2 separate regions of the Danio rerio genome follow, and region 2 is linked to region 1. Evidence: chromatin contacts called from public HiCAR-type data. All regions are on one chromosome and are shown on one strand. Each heading gives the region's core, a stretch centred on a gene start, on an enhancer-like site or on the middle of the called end of the contact. The rest is flanking DNA. Distances are from core to core; before and after follow the strand shown. Region 1 holds the start of ppp1r14ba (protein phosphatase 1, regulatory (inhibitor) subunit 14Ba). Region 2 holds the start of bada (BCL2 associated agonist of cell death a).

Evidence for each region. HiCAR-type assays count read pairs that join an accessible place to other places.
Region 2: a contact with region 1 is called in a HiCAR-type map of caudal fin, with 12 times the contacts expected there. The contact joins the promoter of bada here to the promoter of ppp1r14ba in region 1. A contact is called at or near these places in 8 of 18 Hi-C or Micro-C datasets (caudal fin, embryo, hematopoietic stem cells and 2 more) and 2 of 4 datasets of contacts at active chromatin or transcription factors (caudal fin and embryo).

The regions. Positions count from the first base shown.
Region 1 is chr21:30,078,717-30,085,429 of GRCz12tu, reverse strand. ppp1r14ba (protein phosphatase 1, regulatory (inhibitor) subunit 14Ba) reads left to right here and starts at 5,330. Exons shown (of 5, transcript NM_001045853.1): 1 at 5,330-5,468; 2 at 5,604-5,800. The coding sequence starts at 5,609.
Region 2 is chr21:30,234,171-30,240,925 of GRCz12tu, reverse strand. bada (BCL2 associated agonist of cell death a) reads right to left here and starts at 1,664. Exons shown (of 4, transcript XM_005161365.6): 1 at 1,260-1,664; 2 at 982-1,118; 3 at 667-881; 4 at 1-583. The coding sequence starts at 1,114. The coding sequence ends at 497. It also overlaps a transcript of slc8a4a not described here.

The DNA.
Region 1 (6,713 bases), core at 4,081-6,580:
TTTCAGTCAGGCCTTTACACGAATGTCTTGAAAAACTCCACACATACTGTAATGCTGTTATAGTGGTCTCCATGACCAAAAGATCCTCAAAGGAAGAAAACACGGCCATCGAAACAGATGAGAAGGACAAAAGACACTGCTGTGAAAGATTTCCCATCATTCCCCTCCCAACAGCTTAGACTCACTGAGGGTAAATATAGAGGGAGAACTGAAGGCTCGATTTGAACGCTATCCAATACTTTAAGCCAACGAGCCAATGACAAGTGGTTATGCAACATTTCATGTTGCGGATGGATTGTTTGGAAGGGCTCTTTCATCTCAAACACTAACATTAAGCTCCATTATAATCCCAAGCGGTTTGGAGAAGGCAACATGTTGGTTTTGGTTGGTTTTGTTGTGGCAGTAGAGGAGCGGGTGTGATTGAGGCCCACAGAACCCAGAGCTCATAATCCAGAGCCGCTGTGTGGCACTCAGGGGCCACTGAACCAATTACATGCTGCATTAAAAAAGAAGGATAACTGCCTCTTTGGCAGCAATTTCATACGGGATCTGCCCTGGAAGCAGCAAATCAGAGGAAATGTAAAAACTGATTAACAGAGCCTTGAAGTCTACAGAGGATCCTAGCCACTAATTTGTGCATTTGCTTTTTACAGCTGTTAAATATGTTCTGTAAGCAGAGGCTCGAGTGAAATCCAAGCCGATGATTCTGGTTGTTTTTTTTGTATCCTATTCGTTGCAAATTAGTTTAAGTGCATTTGAAGTTTTCAAATTGATTTTGTTGTTCTTAATCTGCATATGCAAGATGGTTTTCTTGTTACATCTGAGAATGACATCTTGGTCAAATGGCTTTCTCGTTTGTAAAATAAGCATCTACTTTTTCAAACAAAAGACATGCATTACATAATGCTCATTCTCAGCATTGTGAATCGCTCGACACCCTTCACTGAAATAAAGTGATCGCAGACTGCCATCTAGTGTTACCATTCAAGAACTAGAGCTCAGTATTTATTTATTTTTTTTAATAAAGTACTTTTGTTGATGGATTTCATTCATAAATGTGAATCTGAAGATATATATATATATATATATATATATATATATATATATATATATATATATATATATATATATATATATATATATATATATATATATATAAAAACTTTTTCAATAAATGCTCAAATATTGTAGTCAAAATTATAAGCCCCAATGTTTGTGAATATTTAATTCCTTTTAAAGTATTCCCAAGTGCTGTTTAGCGGAAACATAATAACATAATAATTTCAAACAACTAATTAGCTTTGTCTGTCATGATGACAGAACATAATGTATTATTTTGCAAGGTATACGAGTACTGTGCTTAAAGTGCAATTTAAGGGCTTAACTAGATTTATTAGCTTATTTAATTAGACATGCTATTGAACAACAGTGGTTTGTTCTTTTGCGAATGGGGGGGGGGGGGATCTTAAATGGCTAATAATGACCTTAAAACTTATTTCACTTTTTTAAACTTCCAGGCAATCTAAAAGAAATACGACATAGCCTGTTCCAGAATAAAAAAGGAAGTACTGTGAACATCAGTACACACTATTTTGAAAAATAATATTTTTACCCATTTCTCAGGGATAATCCGTAATATATTTTTGGTGCATTTAACAAAACAGATTTAGAAATATATTTGTATTTAAAAAATGATATCTCTTTATTCTCTTTATTTTTCCTTTTTTTTTTTTGTAAAAAAAAAAAAGAAATTTATTCAATATTTTCCGCTAACATATACATGTGTTTTGGACGGTTGTTGTAAGTTATTTTGTTAGATAGGCTCCAGATTTGGCATTAATACTGACTAATCTAATGTATGTGCACAAACATAATTTCGTATAGCATCTTATAGAAAATATTCATTTGAAAGATAGATTTCTGAGAGGTGTGTTCATACGGTGTTTAGAATAAATAAGTACACCCTATTTTGAAAATGATTATTTTTATCCTTTCTCAGTGAACATAGGCAATGCATTTTGGTGCATTTACACAAACCAATTTATTTAACAGATTGATTTATTAAAATAATACTTTAGTTATTAAACATCTTTTAAAATGAAAAGATAACACATTTAAATTCAAGCAAAATATAGCAAAAACATTTTACAATTTACACTCTTTCAACAACACTTTTTTTGCTTCTTTGAATTTTTCCTCTTTTTTTAAATTTGTATTTAATATTTTTTATAACATATAAATTTGTATGTATTTTGGTTAAATAAAAAAAAACAGATATATTTATTATTATTAAAATTTTATTTGTCAACAAACATAATTAGAAATTGAAAGATAATACAATTAATAACATAAATGTGGGTGTACTAGTTTTTGGACCGTTATCGTAAGTTATTTTGTTAGAAGCTCCAGATGGCTTCAGTACTGACTAATGTATATACACAAATATAATATTGTATAGCATCCTATTAAAAATATGAATTTAAAAGAGAGATTTGTGAGGGGTTTACTCATAAATGCTAAGCTCATATGCTGAGCACTGTGTTTACAAAAACAAATTGAGCAGTTTTCAATAAGAATTATTGAACAGAAAATCAATATGTTACAATGAAAGTTGAGCTTTGCATCACATGAATGAATTGCATTCAGCTTTATTACAAAACAGTAATTTTAATATGTGACATCTGACAATATTTAATTATATTTAACTGTAATCAATTCAAGTTTTAGTGAGCATAAGTGACCTTTTCCTTTCACAAAAAATAACAAAAACAGGATTACTCCATCTATTTGAGGAGGTCTCTGTTTATTTCAGCTTTTTGAAGATCATATGACAGTAAGATAATATTAAAATAACTCAAGTTTAGAAAAGGCTTAATAGTATGTAATAATGCATCATCAAATGTATTAGCTTTTTCTTTTAAGTACAACAAAAAACAAAATATTTATTCATTTTATTTCTTTTCTGCTTAATCCCTTTATTAATCTGGGGTCGCCACAGCGGAATGAACCGCCAACTTATCCAGCATACTGTATGTTTTATGCCGAGGTTTCCCTTCCAGCTGCAACACATCACTGGAAAACATCCATAAACTCTCATTCACACACATACACTGCTGTGAGGCGACAGCCCACTACGCAACCGCACTACCCACACAATAATTATATTGTATCAAATGATTAATTTAAATATAATAGTTAAATAACAAAGTGAAGCCACGTAACAGTAAATGAAAAAGGTTAATTGCCCCCAAAATCAGCTTTTACCATCCTGACATGTTCTGCATTTAGAAAGGAAATTGTGCAAATATGTGTTCAATGCTGAAAGTTTAGCAAACCGTGATACTTTTATCTCTTTGCTCAGAAACAGGAAGGCATCAGAGGTTGTGCATGGCACAATTATTCATAACACATTAGTTGGAATGACACAGCCACAATTAAAAATACAGACTCTATTAGAATATTTCGTAATTTACACTTTAAAACATTTACCACTGCCTGAAGATAATTTAAACAACAAATAAACAAAACACAGCTTAAAAAAAATGATTGATGTATGTTTGATTTGAAGTGCTTTACCAAAAATGTGCACATTTCAGCCTTAAGTCCCATTGTTTATTTTAGGACAGACAGTATATTTTAGTCATCTTATTTATCTTCTAGATTTCCACTATAATGTACAGGTATACTGACCTATTGAAATATTAATACTCTTTTTTTTTTTTTATCTCATAATTTAGAAAAAATAAAATTTAAAAAAATTAGGTTGGCTATAACAATTACAGCCTGCTAATTTCGCTGCACGTTTGACCGACTAAACATTCATTCAATTGAATACATTAGTAAGGATTAGCATAAACATTAGCAATTTTACCACGCCCTTAAGTATTTTCACATTTTTAAACTTAATTTTATACATTTAAATGTAGTCACTTCACTAAACACAGTTATGGTGCTTAACGTCAAAAAGGAATTACAGTAGCCATGCATGACCATAACAGTAAAATATAACCCAATCAAATAAACATAATAATAAAATAGTCATAAAAGAACATTCTAAATGGACAATCAAATTGCCCGAGGGCTGTTGAACCATTCAAATTCAGCTGATGCAGAAATGATGGCTATTTACTGAAGTGAATGAACCAATTGTGGTTGAATAAATTACATAACGTTGGATGATTTTACGATTAAATGAGACAGTCGGAGGGTCACTTGGTTTGCACAGGCGCAATGCACAGTGTAAGTGTGAGAGCGAAGGAGATTTGGTTTAGATGGAAGAGTCCACATAAAAAAGAGGGGTCGCAGACAGCATCTATTATACATGCATAACATAACAATAATGATAAGGTAACTGTACTTGACATAATTATATGTGACTTTATATAAACCGATATTAATAATTAATCTATCAACTTTAGAACCACAGACACAGCTACATAAAAAACTGAGGAAACGATTAGAGGTGGTAATATTAGTGATGGAGGTCCGACTCTTTCGCGAATCGGTTCTTTTGAACTGGTCTTTTCAAAATAGTGGTTCAAATGCCTTTTTTGTGATATTGATGCATTCTCCATTAAATAACAATTAGAGAAGATTGCTGAAATAAGTTTTAATTCTAATGTTACTGGTCGCTGCATGGGCATCAACGCATGGCTTACAGTTTTAGTAAAACAGTCAAATGATTCTTCATTACTTCAGATTAATGTGTCTGTCTAGGCCTAGGTGCAAGCATAGACTGCAAAAAAATAAAAGTGGTGCTCACTGCAGAGCGAGCAGTGTCTCCAAAAATAGGGTGCAACATATTGCTATTTCTGCAATAGTGTAAAATACACCTAAAGTAGCATAAATTAGTAGTAGTGGCTGTTTCTGCAACATTAAATAAATAAAACAAACAAACAAATAAATAAATATAAATAAATAAATAAAGGCATTGGAAGATATAAAAGTTGAGGGGAAAAATAATCAGATTTAAGTTTCCTCTTTATATTAAATAAATATATGAGCGCTGAGGTTCTTAGAGATACACTTCTTAGAGATAAAGTCAAAAGTGTGACATTCATTCATTCATTTTCCTCCGGCTTAGTCATTTTATCATGTGAGAATTTTAAACTTGAAAATGTATTTATTTGTGACAATTTGTTTTTAAGTCAGAACTATAATACGAACATAAGATCCAGAAACAAGCTTTTATTCACGATTGCTACTCTGAGTCATTTTAGTGAACTCTTCAACTGATCCACTTAAAAGAACCGACTCGAACGACCGATTCATGTGCGGCATCCCTGGTATTTGAGCGCGGACACTTGGCGGCGCCCACAAGCTGTTCTGTGACAATTGATGGAGCGATTTGGGGAAGATGGACTTTGATAAACCGCGGCCACACAATTAGTCTAATGAATTCTTCAGTTTTCTAAGCTCTTTGTATGCCCGATCTCAGTCTACCGTGGCGGACTCCTTGCAAACTAAAGGTCTGTTCCATTTAAGAAAAGGGGGCCTGGTACTTTTTTTCAGCAACATGCAATGGATGTGCACATGACCAGCTGTCTTTTGAATTGATGCTCTTATTAATCAAGCCATTAAATCCACCTCAGCTTTTTTATTAGGGACAATGGCAGCGGTAACGAGTCCGGAAACAACACCTCAACCCCGGGTCTATTTTCAAACACCTCCCGGTACCGAAGAAGAAGTGCCACAGAAGCAAGGACGAGTGACCGTTAAATATGACAGAAAAGAGCTGAGGAGGAGGCTGAATTTGGAAGAGTGGATAGTTAGCCAGTTAATGAATCTGTACGACTGCGAGGTAGGACACAAAACACTGTCACTGCTTTCAAAACCTGCAATCCTTTGTTGCCAGGAATGACAGCTCTTTCTTTCCAGCAGCACTCGTGCACCGGTATTCTTCACGCTCCATTTGTCATGTCCATTTAGCGCGATAGTTGACTAATAAATAGCTTGCTTATTAACTTCAGCATGTCATCTTTTATTTATTTTATTTTATTTGTGTTGACTTTTAATCGATGCTGATTTTATGGTTTTGCGTTTGCACATGGAAGGGCGTGGCATTACAGAACTAACAGACAAAGCCATAAAACAAAGGTGAGTCTTATGGACAGGTGCTGCGAGTACAGAAAATAGACATATATTCATAATGCAGTCTTTAATCATAACGAATCCATTCATTTTTCATCGAAACTTGGGCTTGCCTCGTTTATTAATGTGACAGCTCTATAACAGGATGGAGCTCTAGTTGCAGGAACAAAGACATAGATTTCAATTCTAATATTTTTATATCTACACGTGCACAAATCCCAAGATTTCTCTGAATGGGGTTATCATGTCTATTTAATATGCATACATATACAGTAGGTCAGGATGCATTTTATTATTTCTTAGTTTCAGACCCCTGGGATGTTTGGAATCACCCTTTTAGCCATTGTGATGATGTCATCTGTTCAGACATGCAAAGCATGCTTCACTCTGAGCTTGACTTAACCTCCAGGGCTAATATAACTGACCTAGATTATATGTGGTGTAAAACTAGGCAGCTCTTGAAAATGAGATTTTTTTTTCTCCTGTGAATGCTCTCTTCAGCCCAGCGGTAGGCCTCATCCTGAGCTAAAATCTCGCTTTGTCTGATTGACATACTGAATCCGTTGGATTTGTTTAAGAGCCTGCTGACTTGTGATAAGTTTTCCACTGACAAATGGTTTCTG
Region 2 (6,755 bases), core at 415-2,914, 160 kb before region 1:
CTGTACTTCATTACCAACTTACTTACTTTACCCAAATTCACAGTCCTTGAAATATATTTACAATTTGCAAACAACCGCTCCAGCCTTTTAGCACAACAAAAACGCACATCTATATATCCATCTATAAAATACATCATATAACACATTTCTTTGCCAAATATTAACTTAATAAATATCAATAAATAATTTTTAATAGAGAATTCATTTTTTAAAATCTGTATTTTAAAAGATTGTCCAATGAATTGTAACTTTTTAGGAGAGATTGTCCATTTTAAGATTGTTAAATTGAAATAACACTGAATTCTTTTAATTAAACGTACGTTATTGCAGTGGTAAATTACGATACGACACTTTTACCACTCTCTCAGATTGTTTTTTTTTGCAATAGCTTGAGCACATTGATTACAAAAAGGCCATGATGGTGATCAGACCAGCCTTCATCTGAGAGCAGCTTCTCTCTACTAACTGTTATCCTGGTGCTTAAAGCAGGACTTCTTCATTCTCTGCCCTCTTCTTCTTTGGGACTCCAGAGGAACGAAAACCATCCTCGGTAGGTCTGTTTCTGGCTGTTCGCTCTCTTGACCTCCTAGAAAAAATAAAGCAACTTAATATTTGATATTAATACCACTAGTGAGCAATGAAATTCATTCTGCGTGTCTTACTCACCCCTTTATCGAGCCATGTGTCGAATTCATCGCTCATTCTCCTCAACTGACGGCCATACTTTTTTGCTTTCCACAGTGCAGCAGGTGCTGATTGAGAACGACCCCTGAATGGAAGTCCATCTCCGTTCTCCTCCATCGATGCTCCATCCTGGGTCTCTGTGTCCTGCCAGCGGCTGACTGTATACACTTGAGATTCCGAATAGAGCCGCACACGCCCTGCAAAAGCATGTGACAGCAAATATTTCTAGGTCAATCTATGATACATCACCCAACACTGACCTATTTATTAGTAAGTGTAGTGTTTTTAAGTTCTCACCTTGAGGAGAAATGTTGGCCGATGTTCGATCCTGATGTTGTCCATGGTTCTTGATTGTCCCTTTCAGATGTGATCTCTCTTTTTCATCCAAGGTGCTGGAATCATCTTGATGGTCATGTGAGGTGTTCTCCATTGTGCTGGTATTAAGAGAGTAGTTAGAGAATATTGACATTGGGATTCAAATAATCAATAACCAGATACTTTTTGTATCACATGGTCAAAATGTAGTCAATTAAAAACAAATTACACTACTTAACGATGTTTTCCCCAATACATACCTGTGGATCGAGACGAATTCCAGGACAATAGGTGTGTATGTTCGTCTCCTAGACTCTTATTTGTAGTGGCAACTAGATGTTATTCCGTCTTAACTTCTGTACGATTACGAGTTGCTTCTCCAGTTCTCAACGTATATTGATTGCCTCATGGCATGTGACACACCCAAACATCAACAATAGCTGTAATTGCCACTTCATATAACTTTCATATATCTAAGGTTGAGTCACGCGAGTCATCAGAAAACGGCCAGAAATAATGGAAAAATGATCCCGTTTTTCGTGACATTTAGTCGGAGTGATTGTCGTCTCGCCGCAAGCAGTAGCGTGCCAAATTTCCAGTCCGGTTGTTGTTATCACTACGGTGCGTATGATCTCATTTCGGCTCGGATATTGTTGTTGTCCGTCGCCGTTTACAGTAGTGGCCGGCTCTTAGCCAATCAGACGGCGTTCGGCTTCTTCCATCAGCCAATCGGAGCCCGCTGCTAGGGTGTTTTGGGCGCTTGGTGATGTAACGTCACTGTTGCGATAGGGCTTCGCGAGCCTTGGCTGTCCCGTGACTTGTTTACCTCATCCGGGCTCCAGTCTCGCGGAAGCATGTGAAGATACACGGCGCGCGCTTTCGGGACACCACAAATGTGCAAAATAAACACTTCATTGGATTTCAAAATAGCGTCATTTATTTAAGTGTTGCACTCAGCGTGATAAATCAATCTTATCTTGTACTTTTTCTCCTCATCTGGTCAGCTGTGATTTAGTGTTTTTGAAATATCTTTTTTTGTCTTAAATTATCAGCTCTCTAACGAACCAATTTGATGCCAACACTGATAGTTGATAGGTTTGCTTAGGTAACCTGGGCACATTAGGCGCAACTTCACCGATTGAACTGTAGATGGCAGGAGAGGTCTGTGTGGATGGGTATATTATGACTCATGCCTGCAGAATATATAGGTTAATAGGACCTGTTAGTGTATAATGTTAGATTCTTTCTTTTTACAGTGTCAAGTGTCTGTACATCTGTACATTTGCTGCTGTACTTTTCTTTTTGTATCTTTTAACAAAGACAACAAAATTAAGAGATAGATTGATGTTTTATGTTATTCCTTATAACAGATGTTCAGATGTTGTTATTACACATGAATGAGCAATTCTTAATCTTAGAGTAGGCCTATGGGTCTTTTAAAACATAAATGCATAGATCTAAATAAGCATTTTGTTGTTTTGTGTGGATAGGGAAAATTGGGAATTCACTTTTCCAAGGTGAATTTACTGTAGAATATTTATAGGAAGAACATAGTTAGAATATGTCTTTATGTTTTGTATAAATTATATTCGGAGTATTTTAATATGTTATATATAGTTTTATAAATTATAAGCGCACACTCACTGGCCACTTTATTAGGTACACATTACTAATACTGGGTTAGACCCCATTTTGTCTGCAGAACTGACTTAATCCTTCGTAGCATAGAAGGTATGAAAAATTCTCCTCAGAGATTTTGGTCCATAATGACATGACAGCATCACGCAGTTGCTGCAGATTTGTTGGCTGCACATTCATTATGTGAATCTCCCTTTCTACCACATCTCAAAGGTGCTCTTTTGGAGATCTGTTGACTGGGGAGACCATTTGAGTGAACTTGTTTTCATGTTCAACAAACCAGTCTGAGATGATTCGTGCTTTATAACATGGTGCGTAATCCTGCTGGAAATAGCCATCAGAAGATGGTTACACTGGTCACAAAGGGATGGACATGGTTCAGGAAGCTCAGGGATGTAGACATGATGCTCATTTGGTACTAATGGACCCAAAGTGTGCCAAGCAAATATGTCTCATCACACCATCAACCTAAACTGTTGATACAATGCAGGATGGATTCATGCATTTTTGTTGTTAAAACCAAAATCTGACCCTACAATCCAAATGTTGCAGCAGAAATTGAGACTCATCAGACCAGGCAATATTTTTTCCAATCCTTTATAGTCTCCTTGGTGAGCCTGTGTGAATTGTAGCCTCAGTTTCCTCTTCTGACAGGAGTGGCACCTGTTGTGGTTTTCTGCTGCTGTAGCCCATCCGCCTTAAGGTTTAATGTTGTCTGTTCAGAGATGCTCTTCTGCATACTGATTGTAACGAGTGGTTATTTGAGTTACTGTTGCCTTCTATCAGCTCGAACCAGTCTGGCTATTCTCTGACCTCTGGCATCATCAAGGCATTTGCGCCCTCAGAACTGCCACTCACTGGATATTTTGTCTTTTTGACCATTCACTCTAAACCCTAGAGATGGTCATGCATTAAAATCCCTGTAGATCCACAGTTTCTGAAATACTCAGACCAGCCCGTCTGGCACCAACAACCATGCTGCGGACAAAGTAACTTAAATTACCTTTCTTCCCCATTCTGATGCTCGGTTTAAACTGCAGAAACTGTTAGAAATCACTGCATCATGATTGCAATGCAGTCAAATCTAGTAAGTCCAATAGCTTAAATTAAGCAGCATATCATGCCATATTACAATTTACATCTCTCATTTGAATCAAGATTATGCTGAATATAATTTATCGACATTTTACTCTCTACTCCATGTTGGTGGCAAATTTTAATACACATTTTGGCTTGAAAATAAAAGTTAGACTGAAAGAAAAAAGTTGAAAAGTGCTATTAATGCTTAAGAATTAGCCAAGAGTTTCACCCAAAATCAATCAAATTTAAGATTGTAATTGATTTTTTTTTTAAAAGAGGAATGGAATTCCTCAACCAATTACTTACAATAAATTTAACTTCAGTTTTTTTTTTTTTTTGTAAACTACCAGTAGAATAATTCAACAAAGCTTTTAAACAATCATTTATCAGCGTATGAAAGATTACATGTTCGTAAATGTTTTCATGGCAACGTTATTAATTAAAGCATAAGTCATCAGAAGAAATTCTGCTAACTAGTTAACAAAATATTCAATAAAACTGCTGTTCACCTTTAGACCACTACTGTTTGCTAAGTGTCATTATTGAATCAGTGTCATGGTCGCCGGTAGAGGGGTCAGAGGAGTGTACACAATTGATTTAGTCTCTCTGACGTACACGTGTTTTCACACTTTAGCCAAGATAATTAGCATGTCTGATATGTCTATGCAACATTAGTGCCAATTTGATACATTGTCGTCCGGTTTTGGCTGTCAGCCTGCCAGCCACACTCCGGCAAACCTGCACGCGCTGTATACAAAAATGTCCCCTCCCCTCTTTCTGCAGTCCACACCGCTGGAAAAACAAACGCCGATTTTAGCACCCTGTCTTGGTTTTCTGCACAATCCCATTCGCCGAAATTAGAACCAGAGTGCTCATTTCCATATTGCCTTTCCCAACATACTCCGCCCGTCTCCTCCATCCTCATGGCGAGGCTGATGCTGATGCGAGTGTATAGTTAGCATCTTCTCATTCACTCCCTCTGGCTCCACACGTCCACGTGCGGCTCTCGTCAATCTTTTTATACGCTTTCTTTATTTCTTTATTCAATCTGTAAGTCTGTAAAACGCAATTTTTAGCATTCATTCTTTTCTTCTCCGAAAATTCCATTAGAAGCAGGCATTTTTCTAGTGTTTGGAATTATATGAATGAGCTAATTCAGGTACCTTCTTGAAGACGGGACGGGCTTTGTTAAATCAGCTTCGCCTCAAGTCTACAACCCTTTTGGATTGTGCGTGTTTTTATCAGTTGTTTGTATTGTTTGAACTGTCAAATCAAGAACGGCGCCGCTGCACAGCTCGCGCGCATCACCGCTGCTCCATGGAGACATAAGCCGCGCGCGCCGCGCTCATTCACTGTGAATTAAACCCAACTACAGCAAGTCAACAGCCGAGTGTCCACCGGAATCCACACACCTTCATTGTAAGTACCCATTTACTCACTACAACACATCGCAATGCAAGGAATAGGTTTGCGGTTTCATATACAGAAAGAAAGCGAATTGATTGCAACAAACGAGTAATAAGACCGCAGCCTCCATGTTTTCACGTTATTTGCTGTCTGTCGATTTTATGAAACGAAACTTCCACGTTCACATATCACGCATTCCTTCAAGAAAAAAATAAATATTCTTAATTTAATACCACATTATTGGTTTCAGGTACAAACTTGCTTGTCAAATTTCTCACAGCCCATACAGGAGCTACCCAACACAATGAACCTCTGTTAACGTACGCCTGTCTGTCAGAGCAGGTAAGATTGATTTCACTCTTGTAGTAATGGGTCGATTAAGTTGGTGTTCTGTACGTATGCAGATCTTAAATGTTTTGTTCTGGACCTGCATAACTAGTAGTACGCGCCACATAGTTTTCATACTGGCTATGAATACTTAGCAGTCACAGTTCTCATGGAAACGCTCTCCTACTCTTCACTACAGAGGCAGCCCACCTGTTTCAGATAAACATAGATTGTGATACGCCAGTATCCTGTGCCATGTAAGCCAGGAAGCCCTCAGCTTCCAGATGCATTGACTTGGGATAAAAAAAACTCCTATCTGTATAGGAATCTTCTTCAAAGAATTGTGGCATGCAAATATATTTGACTTCTTTGCATTGTGAAGGTTTTTCACTCCCACAGCGATGCCTGAATCTTCTGTATTTTAGACATGCTGAAGACTTTTTAGACTCTGAAGCTTTTTAATTATTTCATGTCTAAGTGACACTTAAGAGCGTTGGGCTTATAACTCTGTTAAGTGCATGGTTGCATTTGATTGAAAAGCTTTTACAGTTTGAAGAACAGATTTTTGGTCACATTTAAAGACCCGTGCTACAGCTTGAGAAATCCCAAGACAATTAATGCTGTTTAATTATTTTAATTATGTTAGCCTGTCAGTCAGAGTGATCTGACAATTAGAGTGACCAAATCGATAGAGCTTACATTGGTTGAAATTTTTTAAATGATGTTGGAAATCACTGCGACTTGACTGCGATGCATCCAGCAGAAGTCTAATAGTCTTTGCCAAGCAATGTATGTCATTCTTTGGAGATTTTCAGCATGTTGTGTTGTTATAGGATGCCGAGTCCACCTGTTCTAAATATAAATATGCAATCTACTATGTTTTTTTTTAATGTTGGTCGAGGTTATAAGTAGGCCCACATGGAATCTGCACGCGCAGAAATCCAGAGATTTTTAGACAATCATTAAGTCTATTGATTTGCTTGTGTGTACATGTACTTATTCAGTTTTTAAATTATTTTCAGTAATATTAATGACTATCTTCATGATTTATTTACAATACAGTTTGTAAGGTAATATTTTCTGTCTTTTAATAGAGATTTTATATGAGAGACTTGCTTTGTTTACCAAATATGTGGATCTAATTGGATTTGCTTTGTAAACATGAAATAAAAATTAAAGTATCATCTATTAAGTTTGTTATTTTACTCCCAAATTCGTTCCGCATAGATCTATCAGATTTATTTTTACTAAATTCTGCACAAAAATAGCAAGAAATGTCTGCAGATTTTGTGTGGCTCTAGCTA